Linked DNA regions of Mus musculus: region 2 is linked to region 1. The links are chromatin contacts, called in public promoter capture Hi-C maps. All regions are on one chromosome and are shown on one strand. Each heading gives the region's core, a stretch centred on a gene start, on an enhancer-like site or on the middle of the called end of the contact. The rest is flanking DNA. Distances are from core to core; before and after follow the strand shown.

Region 1 (7,508 bases), core at 3,756-6,255:
AGCAGTGGTCTCAGAAGAGAACTTTAGTTGGTTAAGACTCGATTCTTACCCTGTGATTAAGAAATATAGCAGGTCTTGGACTGGAGACGTGGCTCAGCGGTTAAGAGCACTGGCTGCCCTTCCAGAGGTCCTGAATTCAATTCCAAGCAACTACATGGTGGCTCACAACCATCTGTAATGGGATCTGATGCCCTCTGCTGGCATGCAGGTGTACATGCAGATAGAGCACTCATATACATACAGCAGGTCTCTAGGTAAGGTGGAATGTGTGATTCCTGAACTCATGTGGTTTCAGTAAGCCACCTTGTAGAGGGAAGGGGCAGGGAGGCTGGGATGGGAGGAGAGGATTCATAGATTCAATGAGAACAGAGACAAGTTAGGACGTTCATCATATTAATTAAAAACTCTCCAGGGAGTAGGGTGTTTCTCCAAATTCACCAGGTACAGAATTATCACATAACCCGTCTGTACTGCACCTGGGAATATTCCGCATACCACAGGGGTACTTACACCTTCATGGTCACTGAGGCCTTAGACCAGCCAAGCCAGGAACCAGTCTAGACACTCACTTAAAGGCAAATGGAGAAAGAAAATGAGGGGTGTGTACACAGTGGAGTTTTATTTAGCCACAAAGAATGAAATTATGCCATTTGCAGGAAAATAAGTAGAACTGGAGAAAGAACCTTGTGCTAAGTGAAATAACTGTGTACAAGGGCAGATGCTGCCCGTTGTCTTTACTTGAACACCAGACTGATGTATGTGTGACATGAAGCAGAAGGAGGACTGTCGACGTGGAGAAGAAAGGAACTAAAGGGAGTGGTGACAGGAGAGTTTTGGAGGTGACAATGCGCAGAGCAGTGCACAGGTGTGAAAACATGTCGATGGAACACGCTGTTTTGGATGACGACAAAAAAGGGAGATTCCATCAAACCATAAGAACCCATCATGACCCGGAAAATATGCATGCATTTGAGAGTGTCCGACCGTCGTGGTAAGTCTGTGTGTCTGTCCCACAGCTTCCCCTCCACTGTTCAGTAGATAGGGACCCAGCCAGCCAAGGTTTCCATAAGACACCTGGCATCAGGCAGCTTTGTCTTCCCACACGCTCTGCTCTCCAATTATTCTGTCTCCACTAATCTGTGCCTTTCTCTGAGATAATTATTGTTACGTAAAAGGCTTTAGCATCGTTCAGCTTTTGTAACTGTTTTTAAGAGACAGGTTTTTCCAGGCAAGAGAGCACAGACTTGTGAGCTCAGCACGTGGGAGACTAAGACAGGAGGATGAAGATCCAGAGCATACCAGGGGGCAAAGCACGGGACTTGGGAGGACAAAGAATGAAAGAAAACACTGCTTTACTGACTTGCCCAGGCTGGTCTTAAACTCTTGATCTGAAGTCACTCCCCTGCCTCATTCTCCTCCCTTGGCAACCTACAGGGCATGCACTGCTATGTCCCAGTGTGTTTGATACTGTTTGTAAAAGATGCCACTAGAGTTTATTCTCTGCTTTCAATAGAGTTATTAAAGCTCATAGCAAGGTCATCAGAGAACCTTAACTAAATAGTTAGAATTAAAAGAAGTTTTAAAAAAAAATAGCATTGGTCCAAAAAGGTATCAAAAGGTAAGTTGGAAGGAGCTGATGGTGTATTTCAGCAGCTAATCATGTCTGCACTGCACTCTGGTTCCAGCACCCAACCCCAAAAATCAATATTTAAATGCCACCAGGTAGCACTTTAAGGGAAACGTGTAAACTATACTGCCTGAACTAGAAAAGAGGAAATATCTCAAACCAGCAACCTTGGCTTCCAGTTCAAGAGACATATGAGTATATTGAGCCCAAAGTGGGCAAAAACAGGAAATAAAAATCAGAAAATAAATAAAAATAATCAGGGGAAATGGAGAAAAGAGGATCAAGAACAGTAAATGTTGGTTGCTTGGGAAATTTTCTTTTAAAGATGTTAAATCTCTGCCAGACTCACTAGGGGGAGAGAAGGATGAAAAGCCAGACGGTGGTCTGTGCCTGTGGACCCAGTACCCCGCCTAGAGGCTGAGACTGAAGGATTGTTTGAACCAGGAGTTCAAGACCAACCTGGGCAACACAGTGGGACCCTATCTCCCAAACAAAGCACCGGGGTTGTATCAGAATTTGAAAAATCAGAAACAGTGTGCGGTAAGTGCCTATAATTCCAGCAGGATGTAGACGGGAGTTCAAGGTCATCCTTAGCTGAACTCATGGTCAGGCTGGCCAGCAAAAGAGTGCATGTCTTAGTAGGGAGGGAGACAGACTGGGAGGAGGGAAAGAGGGAGGAAGGGAGAGAGGGAAAGAGGGAGGGAAGGAGGGAGGAAGGGAGAGAGGGAAAGAGGGAGGGAAGGAGGGAGGAAGGGAGAGAGGGAAAGAGGGAGGGAGAGAGGAGAAACAATAGTATTATGTTCCTTTAAAAATATATATTTTGTTTTATTTCATGTCTCTGTGTGCTTGTGTGTGTGTGTGTGCCTGTGTGTGTGTGTGTGTGTGTGTGTGTGTGTGTGTGTGTGTAGGTTCCAGATCACTTGCAAGAGTCAATTCTTTCCTTCTACCTTGTTGACCTCAGTGATCAAACTCAATTCATCAGGCTTGGTGACAAGTGCCTTCCCCCTTTGTTTAATAATCACAGAGAACCACACCCTCACCAACAACTTCCTACTTGAGAGGTGTCCTGGTGTCCTATGAAATCCTTGCTGCTGGATGTCCACAACACAGCAATCTCACCAGCCTCAGAGTATGGACTTAACACAGGTCTCCATTTCCCCCCAGGCATTGACATAAAAGCCACAGCTCTCACCCTTTTTGTTTGGTTGGTTTGGGGTTTTGCTTGTTTGTTTTTCCAGGCAAGGTTTCTCTGTGTAACCCTCCCTGGCTGTCCTGGAACTCAATTTGTAGACTAAGCCAACCTTAAAGTCAGAGATCTGCCTGCCCATGCCTTCCAATTGCTGGAAATAAAGGCATGCACCACCACCACCTGCTCTCAGCTCTGATCCTAAAGAAATTTATCCTGGGGGCATTTTGAGTGACCACGGCCTGGAAACACAGAATTAGGATCCCCAATTTATGTTCCAACTCAGAAGCACTTTCCCGAGGGTTTTATAGTTTCCCAGAGGATGTCATGAATCTTTGAAATCCATGGATGGGCACAGCAGAGAGGCAGGTACAGTGAGACGGAGCTGTTCTGTGGGCCCAAGATGCTACCTCAGGACATTCTTAGCTCTCGGATTGCTGGAAGCCAGTGTCCCACCGCGTCAGTAGCATCTAAGAGGCTTTTATTTATTATCACGAGATGTTGGCTCAGATTTGACAAGGAGAAGTTGTTCCAGAAGCTAAACCTAGTCCAAGATACTTAACCTCTGAACCTGCAGAATCCCAGTCTCCCCACAGCAGCCTGTCCTTCAGTCTCTTCAGGCACAGAACTCCTTCCAGGAGTCTTGTAGACAGCCAGGCACAACTTCTTCTCAGGAATTCTCATTCACAAGGATATGCTAGGCAAGTGCTCCATCACCGAACTACACTCTGAACTCCCCACTGGTCTTTAGGAGAGAAAGCAGAAAAAGTTGTCCCGGACTCTGTAAATGTTACTCCCATTGCTGCCTTGATCACATAACCAAAGAAAAAGCGATTTAAGAGCGGGTTTATCCTGGCTCACAGTTCGAGAGTCCAACACTGTGGGGTCCTAACCACATGAGCATAAGACAGATGGTCAAACTGTGTGTGGGGGTTGGGAGGAAGGGGGCGGGGTTCCCGTGTATGCAGAGGTCAGAGGTTGACAAATGTCTTCTGCTATTCATCTCTTCCTGATTCTTTGAGGCAGGGTCTCTCACTTGAACCAGACCTTGCAGACTTGGCTAATCAGCTCGCCTCCGGAAATCCTGCTTCTGGGGTCACACAGCAGCCACACTGCCCCACGTTGTGTGGAGCGGGGATTTGAACTCTAGTCCTCATAACCTTCACCCACGGAGCCAGCTCCACAGCCTTGGCCCAGCTCACTTTCTCCGTTTCATTCAGTCCAGCATCCCAGTCCCTGGAACGGTACTGAGCTTAGGGTGGGCCTCCTACCCCAGTCAGCCTAACTGAGAAACTCCCTCAGAGACAGGCTGAGAGAGAGGTCTGTCTCCTAGATCCTCTCAAGTTAACATCACAGGCAGGCTAGGCCCCCACAGAGCTCACCTTCCTCACCTCATTTGAAACAGAAGGTGGAGTCCGTAATAAGAGGCTAAGGCAGTTTGGCCGGATCAGCTCGGGAAACGCTGAATCACTGTGAGTGAGGACTTAATTGTCCTTCAACCTCACAATCCCTAGCCAAGTAGGATCAGCACAGACTCGATTCCACCCAAGAAGGGAGGAGGTCTGATTGCGTGCCCACACTTAGACACGCCTGGAATTTTGTTCGTAGGTTCAGCATCTCCTTGGGAGATGACTCGCATAGACTGAGACCAATGCAGATCTATCTGCATACCCAGTACACTTGGAATAAACCAAAGACCGGCACTGAGGACTCCCGTACTACTCAAAACAGTTCGATAAACATGAGCCTTCTCTCCCACGTGGGGGCGCACCGAGACCTCCAGCCGCGAGGGCTCGCCCACACCTGTTCAGTCTACTCCCAGGCACTGTTCCCTGAAGTCCCTGAGCAAACCGCGGGGTGTGTTAAGTAATCTCAGAGCGAGTTCCGCAGAAGCAAACATTTGCATTCTGCAGAGAACGACGGGTTCTCGCCCAAGAAAATTACGGAGCATTTGTTTTCCTCCTTTTGAAGTTTCCCCAAAATAGTTGTTTCAATCCGACTGCCACGAGTCCTGCTGACCCCTTCCTTTGGGAGCAGCGCTTGTCCCTGACCACTGCTTAGCTCGGAACCAGGATCTCTACACTGGCCGGCGGGCGGGCGGGCAGGCGAGCGGGAGGAGGCGGACCCTTCGGGAACAGACGGCTCCTCCTCAGAGGGGAGGGACAGGCTTCTCAAGGCCTTGCTCTCTAGCAGTCGCAGCGCCGGGTCCCAGAATCTAGTCCTACGCCACGGTTTTGACCACGCGTGACCCGCTGCCCAGCCGGCCCGGCCATCAGGTGGTCCGTGTGTCCCTCTGACATGTCGTCCTGCAGCCGCGTGGCCCTGGTAACTGGGGCTAACAAAGGCATCGGCTTTGCGATCACGCGTGACCTGTGTCGGAAATTCTCCGGGGACGTGGTGCTCACGGCGCGGGACGAGGCGCGGGGCCGCGCGGCGGTGCAGCAGCTGCAGGCGGAGGGCCTGAGCCCACGCTTCCACCAGCTGGACATCGACGACCCGCAGAGCATCCGTGCGCTGCGCGACTTTCTGCGCAAGGAGTACGGGGGACTTAACGTGCTGGTCAACAACGCGGGCATCGCCTTTAGAAGTAGGTGTGGGGCTCCAGGAGGAGGTGTCCCGGGGTTTTCCGAGGGTGCTGGGCAGTGAGCCTCTGGGATCCGGAGGCTGCGCCATCCCGCCTGGGTGCACCCGGCTCGCGCTCTGCGTGGCGAGTTCCCCCGTGCGGTGACTCGGGTGCGGGCCCGCCCAGGCACCCCACTCCATGCCCGACCCGGCCGGCGGCCTGTGCGGGCCTGTGCTCCGCCGGAGGCCCTCCTTGGAACTTTCAGCTGCGCCTGTTTGGAAGAAAACCGGTCTCTTGGGAGGGGACCACGCCTTGTCAAGCTCATCAGCTTTCTGTCCCACGCACGAAGGCTTTTCTCAGAGAAGGGTCTTCCAAAAAAATAGGGTTGGAGCTTTCGCTTCGCGTGAAACAAGGGCGAATTCATAGATGCCAGTAGATATCTGCTGAGGACAGGAAATGGGTCGCCCGGACACAATTAGCGCCCTGGCACGATAGTGGGTTTCCTACCCGCTTTAATGGAGCGTTTTGAGAGGCTCTGGCAAAAAGGAAGCGAGCTCTGCTTCCCTCCTCCTCGGGGAACTAGGTTTGTTATTAAACTTGCAAGTGCGGTTTGGAAATCATCTTCCTTTAGGGGAAAAAAAACCCAAAAAAACAAAACAAGATCGCTTACTCTAACAAATGTCCAATTAGCAAAATTATCCAGTTGCCATGTGCTGGAACTGAAACAAACATTCCAGCTTCACTGAAAATGCTGAGAGAGCCGGAGACTAACGAGGGAGGGAGACTATTGTGCAGCCGAAAACTCTCCAGTTGGCCCTGGACACCCATAGGCGCCTTGCGTGAGAGCCAAGACACCCTTGTACCCGCACTTCCAAACTCTGGCATGTGGGCTTTGGGGAAGGGGAGGGGCGAGCTCACCACCTCAGCCACTCTCAGCGTTGTCGGATGGAAGGTTTGGTGAATTATGGCCCTGGAGGTTCATACTTAAATGTGGGCCATGTGTATGCAAATCTGAGCAGCAGCTGCCCCACCACACAAGCTGAGGTCTTACACCAGCCTCACCAGAGCATCTTTTCCCAACCTCCAGGAACCCTATTCAAGCTTGAGACAGGAAGATCAAAACTGAGTGTTCTTGAGACGCGACATGAGCGTGGCTGATGAGAAACTTGAGGTGTGGACCAGAAAGTTCTTTCCTTATGCTCTTAAGACCTTTAGAATGATCAAGTTCTAGTTTAAAGGTGTGTGTGTGTGTACTTTACAGATGTGTGTATCACCACACTCAGCAAGACTGTCCTAAAGTTAGTACACTTTCCCTTTAGCTGTTATGTGATGAGATCCAACTTGGCCACACGAGTTTCAGAGGAAAATGTAATTCTTTTTTCTTTTCTTTTCTTTTCTTTTCTTTCTTTCTTTCTTTCTTTTTTTTTTTTTTTTTTTTTTTTGTGTGCTTTTCAAAGTGGATGACCCAACACCCTTCGACATTCAAGCTGAGGTGACACTGAAGACGAACTTTTTTGCCACTAGAAATGTCTGCACTGAGTTACTGCCTATAATGAAACCACATGGTAAGTCCAAAGTAGGACTACTGTCCCTCGGGAAGTGGCCCTCGGTCCCTCAAATAGGGCAACCAACAGGGACCACTCAGGGCTGCCATTTGCTTGTGAGATGGAGGGTAAAAACTGCCTTATTTTATCAAGGTGTCTGGCTCTGTACTTGAGCCTTTTGGCTGTGGTTGTCAGAACCCTGTGGTACTGATCAGTTCTTGGGGTCTGTGTCATGAGCTCAACCTCCATCACAGACTGCAGCATGGCCCCAAAGGTCTGTGACAGTCTTAGAGAGTTGCCCTCCTGCCCCCGACATTGCAAGGATGGGCCCACCCCTGACTTATCTGCCATTATAACAGTCCTTCTGTTCCTTTCTTATGTCAAACAAACAAACGAACAAACAAACAAAAAGCTTATGAGAAGGTGTTTTTCTAAATGTTGTCAGCTGAGAGAATCCGAAAGAAGTAGTTTTTTGTGGGGAACACCTTACCTCCAGCCCATGAGGGTTCAATATTTATTATTAATTATCATTAGTTTCCTTCTAATGTTTATTGGGTGCCCACCATTATACCCAGCACTGGTAGTAAA
Region 2 (7,508 bases), core at 2,536-5,035, 260 kb after region 1:
TTGTACTTGGTGAAACTGAGGCGCCAGTTGGATGAAGGGTCTACAATAAAGGAAATAATTTAAACTGTGACATGCCATCTGTTATGGATATGGCACAATAAAAAAAAACCCCACTAACGACAGGGAAAATGAATGAATGGAAAGTGAATTTATAGCATTTAAATGGGGCTTTACCTGTCTCCTTGTCGCCAACGTTAAACCACTGATGTCCACTGGGTGGCGCTGTGATCTGCTCTTTCAGAATCCAAAAGGAACTCTGAAAGCCAAGTTCTGGAAAAATACTGTTGCCCCCTTTAATCAACAAAAGACTTTAAAGCTTCATAATTTGAGGTGCCGTGGCATGTTGCTTTTCTGCGTTATAGCCTATCCGAAATATCTCGCTAGGCACGAGCTTATTTAGGAAGTGAATCGAAAGGCCGGTAGAGAACACGTGCTTCCTTTTATCTGCACTCCCGAGTGGACACAGCAGTTGCATTTCACAGAATGACAGAGGCGGCTGTGCAGAGGGATCCGGACCAATGACCAGAAAAGGCCGATGCTTGATTTGAACGAAACAGAGTAATATTAAATGGAAATGTGGTGTTTTCTGGCCCATTCTGCCTACCCTTTGCAGACTTGTTAAAGGCAAGCTAAGGGTAAAGGAACCTGGTAAGTTGAATTTAAACACCAGCCCCATGTTAACTCTGCGTGTTGGCTCTCGCAGGACTCAAAACCTAGCTTTCTCCTGTCAGGTGTATATAGCCCCCTTGGTTGAATGATGTAGGCTTTAGGGGAAAATGAAAACCTGGAAGCTTCCAGAGATATGCTTAGAGTCACAGCTCAGCTCTAGTTAGCTCCACTGCGCTGGGGCAAACATTGGGAGGAAGCGCTTACAACATCCATAGCAAATGAGCAAAGTTATGCCAAATCTAATGAGAAGAAATCGGGGACTAGGAGATACAGAGCCTCTGCTTAGCCTCTGAGAAGCCCTGATCTTATGCCCAACACAGACATACACACATACACTTACATACTCATACCCACACACACACACACACACACACACACACTGTCTCACACACTCACACATACCATACACACTCATACATACCATACACACTCACACACTTATACCACACACACATTCACACACATATCCTCACACGCCCAAAACACACTATCACACAAAACACACACTCACTGGCACACATTCACACACATATACTCACACATACCATACACACTCACACACTTATACACTCACACACACACATTCACACACATATACTCACACACACAAAACACACTCTCACACACACAGACACACATTCACATACATTCGCACACAGAGGCACACAACACATGTGGGTATACACATACACACGCACACCCCCCAATATAAAACAACAATTCTATTTCTGTGTATTTTTGTTTGTTTAAATAATGGAGTAAATACGTATTTTGTTCAGCTCTTCAAAGAAAAATAACTTCCAACATGCTAAGTTATAATCACTGATACCGATAACAATATCACAACAAAATATTTCCCTTCTTTGTGTGTGTGTGGCATAGATATGTGTGTGTACATACGGATGTTGGTGTATGTATGTGTTCATATGGGTGTGTTCATATGGGTGTCTCCACCAGAGGTCGATGTCAGGAGTCTTTCTTAGTTTCTGAGGCAGGGTCTCTCACTGAACTGGAAGCCCATCTATTCTGCTAAGCTAGCTGGTCAGTGGGCTTCATGGGTCTATTGGTCTCTGCCTTCCAACGTTAGGGAAATAGGTGTGTGTTAGGGGCCCAAAACTTCCATGGAGAAAGCCCAGGGCAACTGCCTGAGTGTTTAATTTCAACATAGAAACAAAACAGGAGGAAAAGAGTCTGTTGTTGACCTGGCCCTGTGTCATGAGAGGGAGCGTGTTAGCAGCCACAGGACTCCTAACTGTAAACAGATGTACCTGGCTCCTAATGAACTCCAGCCTGCGCAGTGGTGGCTCATTATGATGCCACTGGTTTCAGGAATGGTTTTCTTAAACGTTATATATAATTTATACATACACATATGAATAAACACATACACACACATAGACACACACACACATATACATACATACACACCTCACACTAAGTGTTCTCAGGCAGTGAGAGCTGGAAGCAGCTTTTCTTGCCCACTTTGGAACTCTCAGCCCGGATCCTCCAAGAGTCCAAAAGTTTCTGTGAATACATTTCCATACTCCACTCTAAACTTTCTTTCTGATTCTAAGGGTCAGCTTTGAGTTACAGCTGTGAGTTAAAGGTGGTCCAGTGCTAGTTCTTGCCCAAAGAGGCAGAGTATATTACTACATGTCAAAAGCCAGCGTCTATGACGTTCAAATTTCCTTTGTGGAAATGATAGAAGAAGCCAAAGGCAAGGTTCAGCAAGCTACGGGGTGGCTAAGGAAGGGGGTGGTTTTCATATCAAGAGTAGCGTTGTGAAGGCTGGAGGGGTGACTGGGAAGCTCTAAGGCAGTGTCAAGGGAGGAAGACAGGATGGAGCCACTGATCCCTCCTAACGTTCATGCACTTTCTAGGTCATGTCCTGTCAAATGTGTTGTGGGGCTCCCGAGAGATCTGGTGGGAGCAGAGCAGCCACACCGCCTTCCCCTACAAGAACAGCCGGGCATACGGGCCTCCCAGTACACTCCCAGCCACATCTTTTAGGCAGACTGGGCCAGCTGAGGGGTCTAAACCAGCTGCAAGAGGCGATGGGATAGTCTAGTCCTGTAGTGACCTCTTTGGGATGGGGAGGGGCCAGGAAGGAGTGTGGCATTCGAAAGCACCTGGAGTCAGGGTTAGACCTCTGTTGGGTCTGCTGCAGAGCAAGCCTTGTCTGCAGGTGGGCGACATTAGTTGTGCAGGTTTTTGTTTGGCTGAGAGGTGGGACAGATTCTTGCCAGAGAAGTGTTCTCTGGAGACCAGGGGGAGGGCGAAGCTACCTGCCCTGGGGCCTTTCCTCCTGCTAAGCCCTCCATTTGTTTATTTAGAGAACAGGGCCTTTCATCTAAGTAAATATTGAACAAATATTTAAAAACCTCGGGCTTATACAATGTCACAGTAGTGTCCTGCCTCAACCTGGCCCTAGGCACGGCTGCTGTGTTCACTGTTTGTGTCCTGACTCTCAGTGACTAAATAGGAGGGGTTCCTACTGTTCCCACCTGTACAGGTTGGGCACTTCTGGATGTCAGCCACCTTGGGAGGGCCCCCCCCCCCCAGAGAAAGCCTTGCTGATGGAATGTACCTTGGGACTTTAAAGTGAAGGAGATCGTTTGTCTATTTTGTGTAGAATTGGGTGAAGGATAGGATAGACATATGGATCATGCTGACCACAGGGATGCTGGAGTGAGCCTCAGGGGTGGGGGAGGGGAGTAGTTTTTGGCCTCAGAGTAGAGAGGAGTCAAAGATAAGCATCTGCTGAGGGCCCTCATGAGGGGCCCTCATGAGGGAGTGGAGGGAAGGAAGGTCTCTGTTTAATTTGTCCTCACACAGAAAATTGTTGCTCTCTGAAAATGTCCACAGGGGAATGAATGCCTTTAGATGGACACCTTACAAATCCTAACTCAGCTTCCCGGTCCCCTAAAACACCTGTCCCCCCCCCCAAAGTACATGTGTCACCCCTGCTGCCTGAACACATCCCCTGGGCCTCACTGGAGATGTCCATGCCTGCTGGGGCAAGGCATGGAAACACCTAGAATCTAATTTCATCCGGGGTTCAGCTGGGCTCTCTGCTTCCTCATCCTCAAATGTGCCCTTTGTCAAACAAACACAGGACTCTGGGGAGAGTCCCCCACCAGACTGGAAATACCAGAGAGGCAGAGGCCTTCAGAGGCCTTCAGAGGCCTTCAGAGGGAGCTTGGCTCTCCATTTTCTTTCCTTTTGGCCACTTTAGCTTTGAGTAGAAACTGAAATAAGAATTATAATGATACATGTTTATGGATTTTAAGTAATTAATCCCTCGGAGTCCTCTTCTGGGTGAAAAGCTTGCTACCCACCTCATACATCAGGCAAGCAGGAGGCCATATGGCCTGGCTGGGCTGGGTGGTCGCTGGCGTCAGTAGAAGAGTGGAGACTGCGGCTTCAACAGTCTTTGGCTTCTTGGCCTTTGTCCAGATCGCTGGGCCATGCAGCCCCTAGAGAGGTGAGACATGAGAAACTGAAACGGACCAGACCTTAAGCTCTCAGGAACAGTTGCCTCCAGTTAGGAGGGCAGGGCTTAAGGCCCCCACCTGGGTTGCTTCTCTTTGACAGACAGGCTTGGAGAGGACAGAAGCCATTGCGCCCGGAGTTCACCCATCACCCAGTGTCAGTTGCTGCATTCTGTGAAGAAACTCTCCCCGGAACAAAACTCCAAGCAGCTGAATCCCAAGGCACACGGCCTCGTGATCCAACATGGGGGAAGTACTTGCTGAAACACCCACCAAAGGTCCCGGGGCCACTAGTTACAAGGCAGGGTAGGGACATGGCTTTCTTGGTAACGCTGAGCAGGTTGGCCCTACCTGCTTAAGAGCATTCCTTTTATTTTTAAAATTTCCAGTTTATTTGTGAGAGGTTGGTGCACATGTGTATTTTAGCCTTTATGACACTTAACACCTTTAACTCTGTGTTCAATCTTCCTCGGAGGTTGTGTTGCCAGACCAGTCCTTGAACTGGTCCGAAGAGCCAGGTGTAAAACGTGTGCTAGCTCTTTAGGAAGTGTTCACAACCTGGTCCTTAGCAGGCCATCCTGATACACACGTGCAAACAGTAGCAAAACAAACTCAGCTCATAAACTGGGCGTGGTGGCGCACGCCTTTAATCCCAGGACTCGGGAGGCAGAGGCAGGCAGATCTCTGAGTTCGAGGCTAGCCTGGTCTACAAAATGAGTTCCAGGACAGCCAGGGCTACACAGAGAAACCCTGTCAAACAAAACAAAACAAAAACAAAAACAAAAAACCCACCAAAAAACCCTCAAAAACAAAAAACAAAAAACCCCCACAAACTCAGGTCATATACTTCAGACTCCACCATTTGTACCTCTGGCTCCCTCTTCTGGCCCCACAAGTTCTGGAAGACAGCATATTCTCTCTCATTCTCTCTCTCTCTCTCTCTCTCTCTCTCTCTCTCTCTCTTTCTTTTAAAGGTTTAATGTATGTGAGTACACTGCCGCTGTAGCTGTCTTCAGACACACCATAAGAGGGCATCAATCCTATTACAGATGGTTGTAAGTCACCATGTGGTTGCTGGGAATTGAACTCAGGACCGCTGGAAGAAAATGATAGCATTTTCTAAAGACTCATATATAGTCTCCATCACCCAGGCGACTCACAGTGCCCTCAGATGGGAAATAACCAGGTTTTCATGGGATTCTTTCTTATCTGTTTGCAGCAGTATTTTCTGGATACATTAGACTGGGGTGATGGGGTACAGATGAGAAGAGAAAAGAGATCAAACTTGTGCAGAGGTAGGGAAGATGGTAGAGACACAGGGAGACACTTGGAGAGGACCCTCCAAGCCCAGTGGGTGGAGACACCAAGGCTTGGTAAAGGCATCCAGGCTGGACCTCCAACATCAATTGTTTATGGTTTTGCTTTTGTATGTGAGCAGGCGTGGCCAGGGCACCCCGTCAGTGTGTGATACCCAGTTCTATTTGGAAGCTCTACATTTGCCATCTTGCAGAGGGCTCCACCCAAGTCCCTACTAAACATTCACCAAATCTCAATCCCTTACTGCCATGTGTCACCAAATCTCAGTCCCTTACTGCCATGTGTCACCAAATCTCAGTTCCTTACTGCCATGTATTATTGTGCAGATTGCATATGTGGGTGCCCTGGTCCCCCCCATTCAGTTCTAGATCTCTTAGTAGTCCAGAACATTATTTCCATAATCAATATTAATTAGAATGATTGATTTAAAACTCCCCCGTGCAGGCTACTAACTAATTTTAGCTTCTTTTCCATATCTTGGTCTCCTCTCCTTGTGCCTGTTTCCTCTCATCTGGGAGCATCCGCCCTGACTTGCTGGGTGCATCTGGAACCCATGTGTCTCTCTCCTTTGCTCTTACATATGGTAATTTATTATTATTATCATTACTTCAGGAAGCTGGGTAGATTCAGAAGTAGGAGCCACACGGAGACCTGAGGTGACCATCCTCGGTGTTATCAGCAGGATGGAATGGCAACATATGTGTGGAAAGAGATTGCCCTCAAAGCTCGCCCTCATCTTAAAATGGGATGGTGTGTCTGGGCTGATAGCCTCATATTGAAGTAATCTCTCCCAACCCAAAGGTCTAGGATAGGTTCAGTTGTAATCTACTTGACATCTACTTGACATCTACTTGCTATAGTTTGACTGCTCAGAGAAACCTGGCAAGGATTACGAAGAGTGTGCCTGGCATATGGCTGTGTCCCAACGCAACAGTCTGTGAACACCATTAGTAACCGTTGAAACTGTTCTCTGGGAAGTGCTGGCTGTTAATGACCCTGCCCAGATGCTCCTGTGGGAGGTGTATGGAGAGAGATAACTCAGTAGCCCACCGCTGGGGTGAAGGCTCGATCAGGAGATGGAGATGGTGTGCCCTGCCAGACCCAGGACCGTCGTGGAAGAAAAGGTGGGGAGGAAGCGCTTTGCTTGGCGAGAGTTGGCTTGTACCTCTGCGGAGACACAGTGATAGAGAGGGAGCTAAGGATACCTAGACCCTTCAGCTGGCCTCAAGCAGGACTCCAGTAGAGGCAAAGAGACAGCTTTCTGTGGTCAGGGAGAGGTAATCTCTCCTTCTGTGACTCCTAGGTGATTTTCACTTTGTAGGAAAATATTGCCCAGGAGCACATGGAGACATAAAGATAGCTCTGTCCTCCATAACTGGGAGAGTATGGCCGTTTTTTGACAAACTAATTAAAATACGTGGCAATGGAGTATACACCTGATGGGGTCACATTCAGCCCTTAAAATGAATGAGGCAAACATCATGGCTATTAAGATGCTCTTAATAGCCTGCTCTTACAGAAGACCCAGGCTCACTCCCCAGCAGCCTTGCCGGCAGCTCACAGCCTCCTCTAACCCCCGGCTCTGGGAACCTGATGCCCTCCCTGGCCTCTGAGGGCACCAGCACATGTGGCAGACCCCCCAGCCCGTAAATAAAAATGAAATCCAAATCTTTAAAATGAACGGAATAAAGAGGCCTGGAGGTGGCTCTGCAGTTAAGAGCGCTCGCTGGATGCTCTTCCAGAGGACTCGGGCTCAACTCCCAGAGTTCAATGACAGCTCCCAGAGGTTCATAGCTCCAGTTCCAGGGGATCCAATGCGCTCTTCTGGGCTCTGTGGCACCAGGCACACAGGTGCACAGACATATACAAAGGCAAAATACCCATATGCATAAAATAAAATCTAATTTAAAAATAAATACAATGAAGTAGATTTGTATCTGCTAAAGTTAGGAGGGAGAAGGCAAGTAGCAGGACAAGATGCCGTGTGTGTAAAAATTAAAACACATTAAAGGACATGTCTGTGTATGAACC

The links. Promoter capture Hi-C pulls out the DNA fragments that hold promoters and counts their contacts.
Region 2: a promoter capture Hi-C map of pre-B cells shows a contact between it and region 1, with 7 times the contacts expected there. The contact joins the enhancer-like site here to the promoter of Cbr3 in region 1. A contact is called at or near these places in 3 of 39 promoter capture datasets (liver and pre-B cells), 1 of 15 datasets of contacts at CTCF or cohesin (large pre-B cells) and 2 of 9 other capture datasets (adipose tissue and liver).

The regions. Positions count from the first base shown.
Region 1 is chr16:93,678,214-93,685,721 of GRCm38.p6, forward strand. It overlaps Cbr3 (carbonyl reductase 3), which reads left to right and starts at 5,006. Exons shown (of 3, transcript NM_173047.3): 1 at 5,006-5,400; 2 at 6,834-6,941. The coding sequence starts at 5,112.
Region 2 is chr16:93,938,261-93,945,768 of GRCm38.p6, forward strand. The region is part of intron 1 of Gm31012 (a long non-coding RNA gene); the gene reads left to right. It also overlaps a transcript of Cldn14 not described here. Among named protein-coding and RNA genes, the nearest start is that of Cldn14, 12 kb to the left of the region's middle. Within about 2 kb of position 3,786, at least 7 of the 459 cell types and tissues checked have an H3K27ac peak or open chromatin away from gene starts, as enhancers often do.